2 separate regions of the Mus musculus genome follow, and region 2 is linked to region 1. A link is a contact called in public promoter capture Hi-C data. All regions are on one chromosome and are shown on one strand. Each heading gives the region's core, a stretch centred on a gene start, on an enhancer-like site or on the middle of the called end of the contact. The rest is flanking DNA. Distances are from core to core; before and after follow the strand shown.

Region 1 (4,740 bases), core at 652-3,151:
CAAATCACCAATGGAACAGTAGCATTTATGTTCATACACAGAAGAGATGCTTTAGATCCAACTCCAACTACCTTACTATGACATACCTACTGTGTATTTCAGGATGATGGTGGTGTATCTTCTATGCCATTATCAATGTCACCTCAGCCAAGCTGATAGAACCAACTTACAATAATTTACATACTCAAATGGCTGTCATAGGATGCTGAGCTCCAGAGTCAAAGTATAACATCCACAGACAACCATCAGTGATCATCACTGCCCATGACAGGCCTTCAAGTTGGAAGCATCCCAGAATTAGAAATACCACACATAAGCCATTGTGTGGGTGCATGTTTGGGTCCATGTAGGTAAACTTAACAGTATCATTAACTTACTCTATCATTTTTGTGTAGAAACAGTCTGAAATAAGAGTACGTTATTGAAAAAGTCTGGTCTATAAGCTGAGTACTAGGAAGGCTGATGCAGGGGGATTTATGTACAAGGCCACAGTCAAAATGCCTTTTTATAAGGGGGGTGGGGAGGGGAGATGTCCTAAGTTGAATGACAAGCTTTTGTTTTACCTACTATCCATGACAGTGGAAGATACACTAACGTGCTGGGTTTTTTTGGGAAGAATATCCCACTACTTGCTCTAGTGTCTTAGCTATTTTCAGTTAGATGTTTTCCTCAATCAGCTAGCTAGAAAATGATAAAAATTCCTACTTGCACATGGCAGGGAATAAGTCTTAAATGTGAATTCACCTTGATTACCCTCCCTGGTTCTGACGGGCAAAGTTACTAGCGCTCTGTCTAAACTTGTATTGAAATGTCTGGCATTAATAAAACAAAGAAGGAATTAATGTATTTTTTAACTTGTGAAGGAAAGGAGAGGAATCCACAAAGTCGGATTTCCCTTCCTAAGTAGCATTAGATTGGTCTACATTCATAACTTTCCCAGCAGGCCTTTCCAAGCTCTTACTTCAAACAAACAGTGTCTTTGTTTTTCAGATCCTCTTATGTGTAACATTTGATCAAAGTTTTTAAATTGGCAGCTAACAGAGGAGAAGAAAATACTGTTCACTAGGTATCACACAAGGCCATACTTTTCAGCTCAAGTGGAAGCTGCTACAAGCTGGACTGCTGACATCTTCCAGGTAAATACAATTTCAGTACTGAGTTACAGATCATGTACTCTGAATATTGTTTTATTCCACTTCATCACACATACAAGACCCCTACAGATCACTAAAGCAAGCCTTAAGAAAATTCTTTCCTTCTTTCACCTTAAAGAGACGTACAAGGCATCAAGCAATCATATTCCTAGTCAAGCCTACTACACAGCTTTAAAACCAAACAAAGACCAAAGTTCTTCCTCTGCAATAAAGAAGGGCAGAGGTATTGTTTCAGGTAAATAAATGACCTATACCTACTATCATAGCCATACTGATGAGGTGGGATCTGATAAGAAAACCAGAAAAAAATCAACTCATCAATTATGCCTAAACATCCTTATCCAACTAAATCCCCCCTCAAGAAATGGTGGAAAAAAGATTAGTGAAAGAGATATCTCACACTTTAACACGCAATATAAGGAGAGAGGGCTGAAAGGAAATCTTGCAGGGAATTTTATCCCTTTGAACTTTCAAATAAACTCTTAAATAAGATTATGCAAACTTACTAAAAACCGGTCCTGATTAGAGGGAAAAAATGCACCCCTTCTCCACGTCAGTTCTAGAGGCTTTCTCCAGAGTTGTTAAGGTTTGTGTTGGGTAAAGAAAGACCTCCTAACAAACCAGCATTCTTTTCCACATGATCAGAGCTAATTGGCCCCCCTGCAGACTAAGTGACCAATCACATCAGCTTCAGCTGAAACCAGCCCTCACGGACATTATAAACACAGGAATGTAAGCTGCAAAGCCAGTCCAAGAGGAGAACCTACAAACGACACTACAGGTTAAAACCACCGGGTCAAAAAGACAAGAGGCTGCTAGCTTCCTTAAGACCTTCTTTGGTAGGCTGGCCCCACAAAGGAACCGGTGAGTACTTAAATAACCTTCACCATTATTCTTTCCTTCAGGGGAACAAGTAAGGAAGCTGACAGCAGATAGGGGCAGAACTAGATTGCTTACAGTAGAGCTTTAAACAGACATTACCTAGATAGTCAGAACTAAGGTTTGTTCTTTTCCTTAAATTTTAGAATTGGCAAAGAGCCATGCTGAAAGCATTAGTAAAAGGTTAGCTCTTAGTTGTTTTAGTAAATCCATACTAATGTTATACTGTGTAAATGGGTAGGAAAAGATCCTAGATAAAAATTCAGTGGTTTTATAAAAGAATGTGTGGGGTTTTGTTGTTGTTGTTTGGATGGAATTAGGAACACCTGAAAATAAGCATATGGAAATAAATGCCAAAAAATGAACTATTATGATTTTAATTTTCTTAATCTTCAAAAAGCTGCATATCCTAATTTAAAATTTCTTTTTAAGCAGGAGATTATTAATAACATAGATTCTATATATAAGAAAATAAAATATGAACTACTCTCTAAGCTTACATAATAGGGTTAATACATTGTTTGCCCTAATTATAGAGGCCAGGAAAGGTGCTTATGAGACTTTCAACACAGCCTTTAAAATGTTTGCATAAGGCATGAACAAACACTGTATTCATTTAGCGTTTCTAAGTGCAGCCTCTATCTTAACTGTAGGAACAGGAATTACAGCACTCCTCTAGAAGCACAGCAACAGAAAACTAAGTTTAAGAGCTACCACCTAATGAACAGAGCAACATTGTCATTTTGATGATTAATGAAGCTATCAAACTACCATTTTTAAAATAAGTACTTTTCCCATCAAACAATTTATAAATTTATACATATTTTACAGCCCCCACATTGATACACACATATATTTTCCAGTTGTCTATTCTACTTCCTGCTATGACTAGTTCATGAAAATCACAGAAAAATCTAAGTCTAGATAAATACCTTCCACATGCACTCCTAGTTAAGTATACAGCACAAACCCATAACCCTAGGACTTGGGAGATAACAAGTAGCAACATCAGTTCAAAGACATCTGGTTATAAAAGCCGAGTTTGAGACCAGCTTGGACTGTAATAATACCAATCTCAAAAAGAGAGGGGGTGGAAGAAAGGGAGGAGGAAAAGAGGTAGTTACGCATTTGTGTGCTTGTGATGATGTAAAAATTATTTGAAAATATGTCTACCCATTAGACACTTACATTTGAAGAGGAAGGGGGGGAAATCCTATAAACATCCAGCAGCAGCAATAAAAAAACTTAAGGCCAGGTAAGCAGATATAAAATCATACAGAAACCATCCTATAGAAAACAGTTGAGAAACTAGATATAAACTTACAAACTGGCAGGTAGACTTTAAGAAATCATATTATTTAATCTCCCTTTTAACCACATTCTTTGTCTTAATCTAATGATATCTGGCCAAGGGGACATGGTGGCTTGCCCAAAAAAACGAGAGAGCTATGTACATAAGAGTCAGCGCCTTCAGGCCATGCTCCCTACCCTGAATTTACTACACGGCAGTGACTGACTATATGAATGCACAGGGTAATTCACTAAGGATCAAAATTTTACTTCTCTCAACTTCTTGCCAAAATGATCCCATCAAAAGTCAACATTGTTTCGTGGGGGAAAAACAAAACCAAAAATGTTTCACTGTTTTGATACTAGCCTTTTGACTTCCCTGCCAATGGTTTTTTCCATGTTATTCAGTTGCTGGAGGGGGGGAAAGAATGAAATTGTAGAGAGCCTAATGTCGCTACAAAAACCATAGATAACCAACAGCAATCATAAAAAGACCCAAGTGAAATAACTACTGTTGAAGGCACAGTGTGTGTACAGAAAGACTCCTCTCCCACTGTGCTTTCCACAGCAGTGAGACTTAAGAGTGAGCTGGTTCTGCTTTGCTTCTGTGAGTAGGGAACCCTTAGTATATTCCAATAGAACAATGGCTCCTGGTTCTGATTGTTTTGCTTTTGCTTTTTGAGACCTGGTCTCACCCGTAGCCTTGCCTGGCCTACAGTTTAAAGTGCGGTGCAGATGAGGCTGGGAGATCCTCCTGTCTCAGCCTCCGGAGTTCAGGAATTAAAGTCACGTGCTGCCACCCCTAGTCTCTGTTCTCTGTTCTTGAACACAGACTCTGGCTAACCAGAGTCAAATACTTTGGGTTTTAGCACTAATTCTAGACTTAGTATGCTTGGGAATAATACTTGGAAACTGCTAATTTTATGATCTCAGAAAATTTATTGTCTCACTTTCTTTATGAAATGGGAATGGCATAAGTAGGTATTTACTATAAAAGTAAAGCATTATCAGCAACGAACGACAAAGCAAAACTATTTACCCTACTCAAGGTACTGCCTTTTAGCCTCCCTTGAATTTGGAATGATACTTTGCACAGGAAAAACATATATCAGCTATTATTACAAATCATTTCCACCATAACAACCATGTATATAAAGCTGGGATGGTTTAAGTTAGTTACCTGAGTTACAGGAGTAAAAAGAACACCTACAGCCAGGTAGTGGTGGCGCACGCCTTTAATCCCAGCACTTGGGAGGCAGAGGCAGGCAGATCTCTGAGTTCGAGGTCAGCCTGATCTACAAGAGTGAGTTCCAGGACAGCCAGGACTATACAGAGAAACCGTCTCAAAAACAAAACAAAACAAAACAAAACAAAACAAAACAAAACAAAACAAAACAAGCAAAGCAAAGCAAAGCAA
Region 2 (4,740 bases), core at 708-3,207, 180 kb before region 1:
CTATATCTATGTGCGCATATCTCTCTTTCGATTATATATATAATTATAATATATAATATTATATATGCATATATATGTATAATCAAGATAGGGAGAGGGAGAGTTTGGGACTGTGCAAGTGTTTGAGTGACTGTATGACTGTATTAATCTAGCTGCTGAGTAATATTGATCTGTAATTTAGTTAGAATATATATGCTTTATTGTTAAAAAAAAAAGCAGGGATGAGTGGATGAGAGATTACTTCCCTCTGGCATTCAGTGGCAAAAACCAGAACCAACATTTGTGGCAATCGGATGTCATACTAGGCAGACATCTGAGATTCAATGGTGCCTACTTCCTGCATCCATGTCCTACTGTGACATATGGGCTGTACCTAATGGCGGCTCTCTGACAAGCAGAGCATGGCAGAGTGATGGGATGCCACTTAATGTCACTTCCACGAGCACATCACAAAAGTCTGTGGTTCTGGGAGATGGCTCAGCTGAGAAAGAGCGTGGCATGCAAACGAGAGGTCAGGATCCAGGTCCCCAGAACACAAAAGCTAGGTGGGCCTGGCTGTTCCCAGCACTCAGCGGGCAGAGGCGGTGATCCTCACAGTAAGCTAGCTAGCTAGACTAGCTGGATTTGACTAGTTCCAGGTCTAATGACTGACCCTGCCTCAATAAATAAAGTGGAGATTCTTCAAGGAAGACATCTGACTTCCATAGCTGAGCGTGCTCACGTGGAGCGCATCACACAGCCATGTCCTTGAAGAGAGAGATCTCTGGAATCTTCTGCAGCCTCAATGAAGCAAGGTGTCATGGCAGAGAGGCAAACAAACAAAACAGAGCAAGCTGCCCAGCCATGACCAGCAGGAAACAAGGCCCTCAGTCCAGCAATCCCCAAGGAGGCGTGCAGGCCTGCCAACAACCCAGGAGGCCTGTGTGCCTTCTCCACACAGCCTTGTAAAGAGGCGTTCTGGCCCTCAGCCACCTTGCCTCCAGCCAGTGAGAGCCCCTGAACAAAGAACGCGGCCAAGCCCTGCCCAGATTCCTGACTCACAGAAACCTAGAGTATAAGTATGCCCTGCTTCTTGGCAGTACCGGTTGGGTTAATTTATTACCAGCGGTAGGTCACAAAAAACAATAGCTCATCGGAGGCTTACATAAATATGGGCAGTGTAGCTATTAGCATTGAGAAATGAAAGCAATGGGTTAAGAGGCAAGGTTTTGGTACCAGCTAGGATGGGTTTCAATCTTGGAGCAGCTTACTATCTATGTGGCCTTGGGCAAGATGATCTATGAACATATGTATCTTTAAAATGCACCTGATTCTCAACTTGTAGTGAGGGCTCAGGGCTACACAGAGAGGTTATGCAATCTGCTTAGTTCAGTGCCTGCCACGCAGTAAGCACCAGGCAGAAGGAAGCCGTCACTAATCATAATTCACTGTAATAGTAACAATTGATTAAGACCTCTCGAATAGAGCAGCTGGTGTCCCCTGCCTGGGAGCTGTCAAGCTGAGCCCTGACGGCCATGTAAAGCAGTGATTAAAAGTGCTGGCTTAGTTGGCAAACCGCTTGGCATATGTGCACTGGGACTTGAGAAGATTCACAACTGTCACATAAAAAAGGGGCACAGTGGCGTGCTCCTTTAACCCCCACAGGGGAAGTTTGAGACAGGAGGGGAGGGTGCAGGTAAGATTCGGAGGATGGCCGATCAGGTAGCCTGGCCAATTAGTGAGCCCTGGGTTCCATAAGAAAAACAGAAAACAATAAGAGAGAGACCTGGTGTTCACCTCTGACTTCCACGTGTGTGTGCACGTGTACACATACTAACACAAAAGTGACCAGAACCCAAGAGGATCATAAACACTTACCCAATCTCAGACTCAGGGGGCGGGTCAGTCAGTGGTGGGGCGTCCATTCTTAGTCAACTTCCGATATTACCTTGCAGCCAGGGGCCGTTTGGGTCATGTCAACCTGCACCTCAGTGGCACCTCCCCTTTTGCCTGGCTCCTAGGGAGGTGTGTCTGGCTCCCTGCCTAGGTGCAGGGCACCCAGCAAGGTAAACACCCAGACAGGAAGTGCCTGTCCCAGGAATGGGGCCAGCTATAGGGAGGCAGGTCTGAAGGTCAGGAATGTTTCCCAGGGAGGCTTTTCCAGGCTATAGTACTCAGGGACAGGTAGGGAGCTTGTGTGCTTATGTGGGGGACACACAGACCTGCACTGAGGTGCCCGGACAGGACCGTGGATGGGAAAGGAAGAAACTGAAGCACTTATGAGGGGGCCTAACACCCAGGAACTTCTGGCTGGCAGGTGAGCAAAATATATGTTTATTTTATCTTATTTTTTAATGAAATGAGATCAAGGAAACCGTAGAAGAGAGGTCACTGCTGGGGAAGTGCAGAGTGTTGCAAGCATTGATTGAGAAGAACTAGGAAAGAGAAGGCAGCCAGACTGTCCATGGGAAGGAGAACTTGGCTACCCTTGCAAGATTCCAGCAGTACCTATGAGGTCCTGGCTATGCCTGTGAGCTCCCAGCCCATCTTGGCTTAGTGATTCTCCCAGCCCAGCGTGTTTCAACATCTGTGAAGCACGAAGCAGGGTGACCCCTCTTTCCAGCTCCTATACCTCCAGCTGTGGAGACTAGGGAGACAATGTACTGCAAAGGACAGGTCAATAACTTACAGGGCCCTGTGCAACAGGAACGTGCAGGGCCTCTTGCCAAAAACCGATAAAGAATCAGAGAGAGGCAGAAGCCTCATGTTAAAGTAACTGCAGAGCCCTCCAAGACCAGGGCACTCACTCCCCATGGTGCTCGCCCTGGTTGTAAATGTATGTGTAGACTGTGAAGTGCTGTGATTTCCGTGTGCTGTTGGCTCAAACCTCAGGGTTAAGGTGTGCTCTAGGGAGGAGACTTCACAGCTATGGAGTAACAGCCCCTGTGTTGCTGCCCCACTGATGTTGCTCCTCCTGCTCAGGGACCATTTCAGGACAAAAGACCCTACCCTCAGAACCCTCCAGATTTGTGTGCTTGGTGGCCAAGAAGCCAGAGTATGTTGTGACTCGGTTGAGAAAACTCAGCTGGATATAGCAATAGAAGGTTCTTATTTCCTGTCTTGACCAATATGTGGGATATTCACGAAGCCATCAGCTGCAGGGAGCTGGACTTGGGATTCCTGTAGTTTTGGCTACTCTGCTATCTCAGCTAGTGACCAATGTCTTGTTGCCTTGAGAGAAATGGCTGTCTTAATGCAGAGAGACATTAAGGCTCTGGTTGGGTCCCCCCACTGTGTTTTCCTTTCCCCTCCCCCTTTCTTCATCTTGGCCCACATTTGATGTTACTTAGTCTCAGAAAGGAGAAGCCAGAGTCTCCTTGGAGACTCCAGCATCCTGGACAATGAAAATGGACAATAGGCCATCTTCCTCAACCACACTCTCAGGCCACTCTTTGAACAACCACAGATTTTCATGGACATGGTCCCCAGGATAGGGAGACACCCAGCCTGTCCTGTTTCCTAACGGTAGCAGCAGTCCCTGTGGCCCCACTGCCAGGGATACCACAGTGAGTTTGAACATTAATGAGAGGTCTTTTAAAGAATGTCCCATGGTGAGCTTCTGTTGGTGAAATAGCTGATGGGTTGACTGTGAGCACTTGTTCCCGCTCTCACTCTAGCTAAGTGTTTCAAGTTCCTAGGGATGAGGGGTTGGGATCTTAATGACTAGAACAGGAAGTTCCTGGGGGAAGCAGAAGCCTCTGTAAAGAATTCTTGGTGAATAGGATTGCTGAAGTAAGGGAAAGGTGGAGAAGTGCTCCTATCCATGGGACTCACAGACTTAGGAAGTAGGCTCTGTACATGCGGACAATGTCATCCCAGGAGATACACCCTTCAGCTGTAGATGCAGCAGGCTGACTGTGTGCCTTTGTCACTTTCACCTCTTTGCCAGGAACCACATGCATTAGTCATGGTGTCTACCATAGACTATAGCTTGAAGTACCCACTATCTAGATCCTTAAAGAGTTCCCAAATGATTTGCTGGTACATTATCTAAGGAGGGTAACTCTGGATAGAGAGTCTCCAGAAGTGGGGATCTCTTTGGATGTAGGAGTATAACTCAGCATTGGGAGAGAGTAGGCTTTCTTAGCCTATTTATCTGGACAACATAAAAGAGGAAACTGTAGCCGGGGACCTGAGCTGAGGGTGGGAGCTTGGGAGATCTCCTGATTCTCAGGATCTTAAGTCAGGGAGGCACACCTGCTAACTGGCTAAGTAAGTGTCCCCTGAAGCTCTCCATCATGATAGGCTGAAACTCTGAAGGGAGATGGTTGTGGATTATACGTAAGGCTGAGTTACCTTAGGCTATCAGCTGCTGGTGACTGCCTCTACTTCAGATGGGACCAGGTATAAGGATCCTTACACTAAATGTGGCCTTCCTCCCTTCCCCTCTCTGGTCCCTTACTCAGGGTTCCCAAGCTTCTCTTGTCCCTTTCCAGGCACTCTCCAAATGACTTGTTCTGGAGACTCTCTGTCCTTTTTAAGACTTGCCTTGGTCATGGTGTCTGTTCACAGCAGTAAAACCCTAATTAAGACAGTCCCTCAACTATTTCCAGTTTTTAAAGCCTCAGTACAGGATCTTATTTCAGCCTGGATAGCCTCTAGTTGGAAGTCAGGGGAAGTGTGGGCATGTAATAAAGCCATGTTTCAAAGGAAACATCGCTGGGTGGATACTAGGACATTGGACAGAAGCCTTCGTTTCTG

The links. Capture Hi-C pulls out chosen DNA fragments and counts their contacts.
Region 2: a contact with region 1 is called in a promoter capture Hi-C map of adipose tissue. The contact joins the promoter of Neu2 here to the promoter of Kcnj13 in region 1. A contact is called at or near these places in 7 of 39 promoter capture datasets (the C10 cell line, embryonic stem cells, hippocampal neurons and 3 more) and 5 of 9 other capture datasets (adipose tissue, embryonic stem cells, liver and 2 more).

What each region holds. Positions count from the first base shown.
Region 1 is chr1:87,391,890-87,396,629 of GRCm38.p6, reverse strand. It overlaps Kcnj13 (potassium inwardly-rectifying channel, subfamily J, member 13), which reads left to right and starts at 1,901. Exons shown (of 3, transcript NM_001110227.2): 1 at 1,901-2,018. All of the region lies in intron 8 of Gigyf2 (GRB10 interacting GYF protein 2), which reads right to left.
Region 2 is chr1:87,571,244-87,575,983 of GRCm38.p6, reverse strand. It overlaps Neu2 (neuraminidase 2), which reads right to left and starts at 1,957. Exons shown (of 4, transcript NM_001160163.1): 1 at 1,858-1,957. It also overlaps a transcript of Ngef not described here.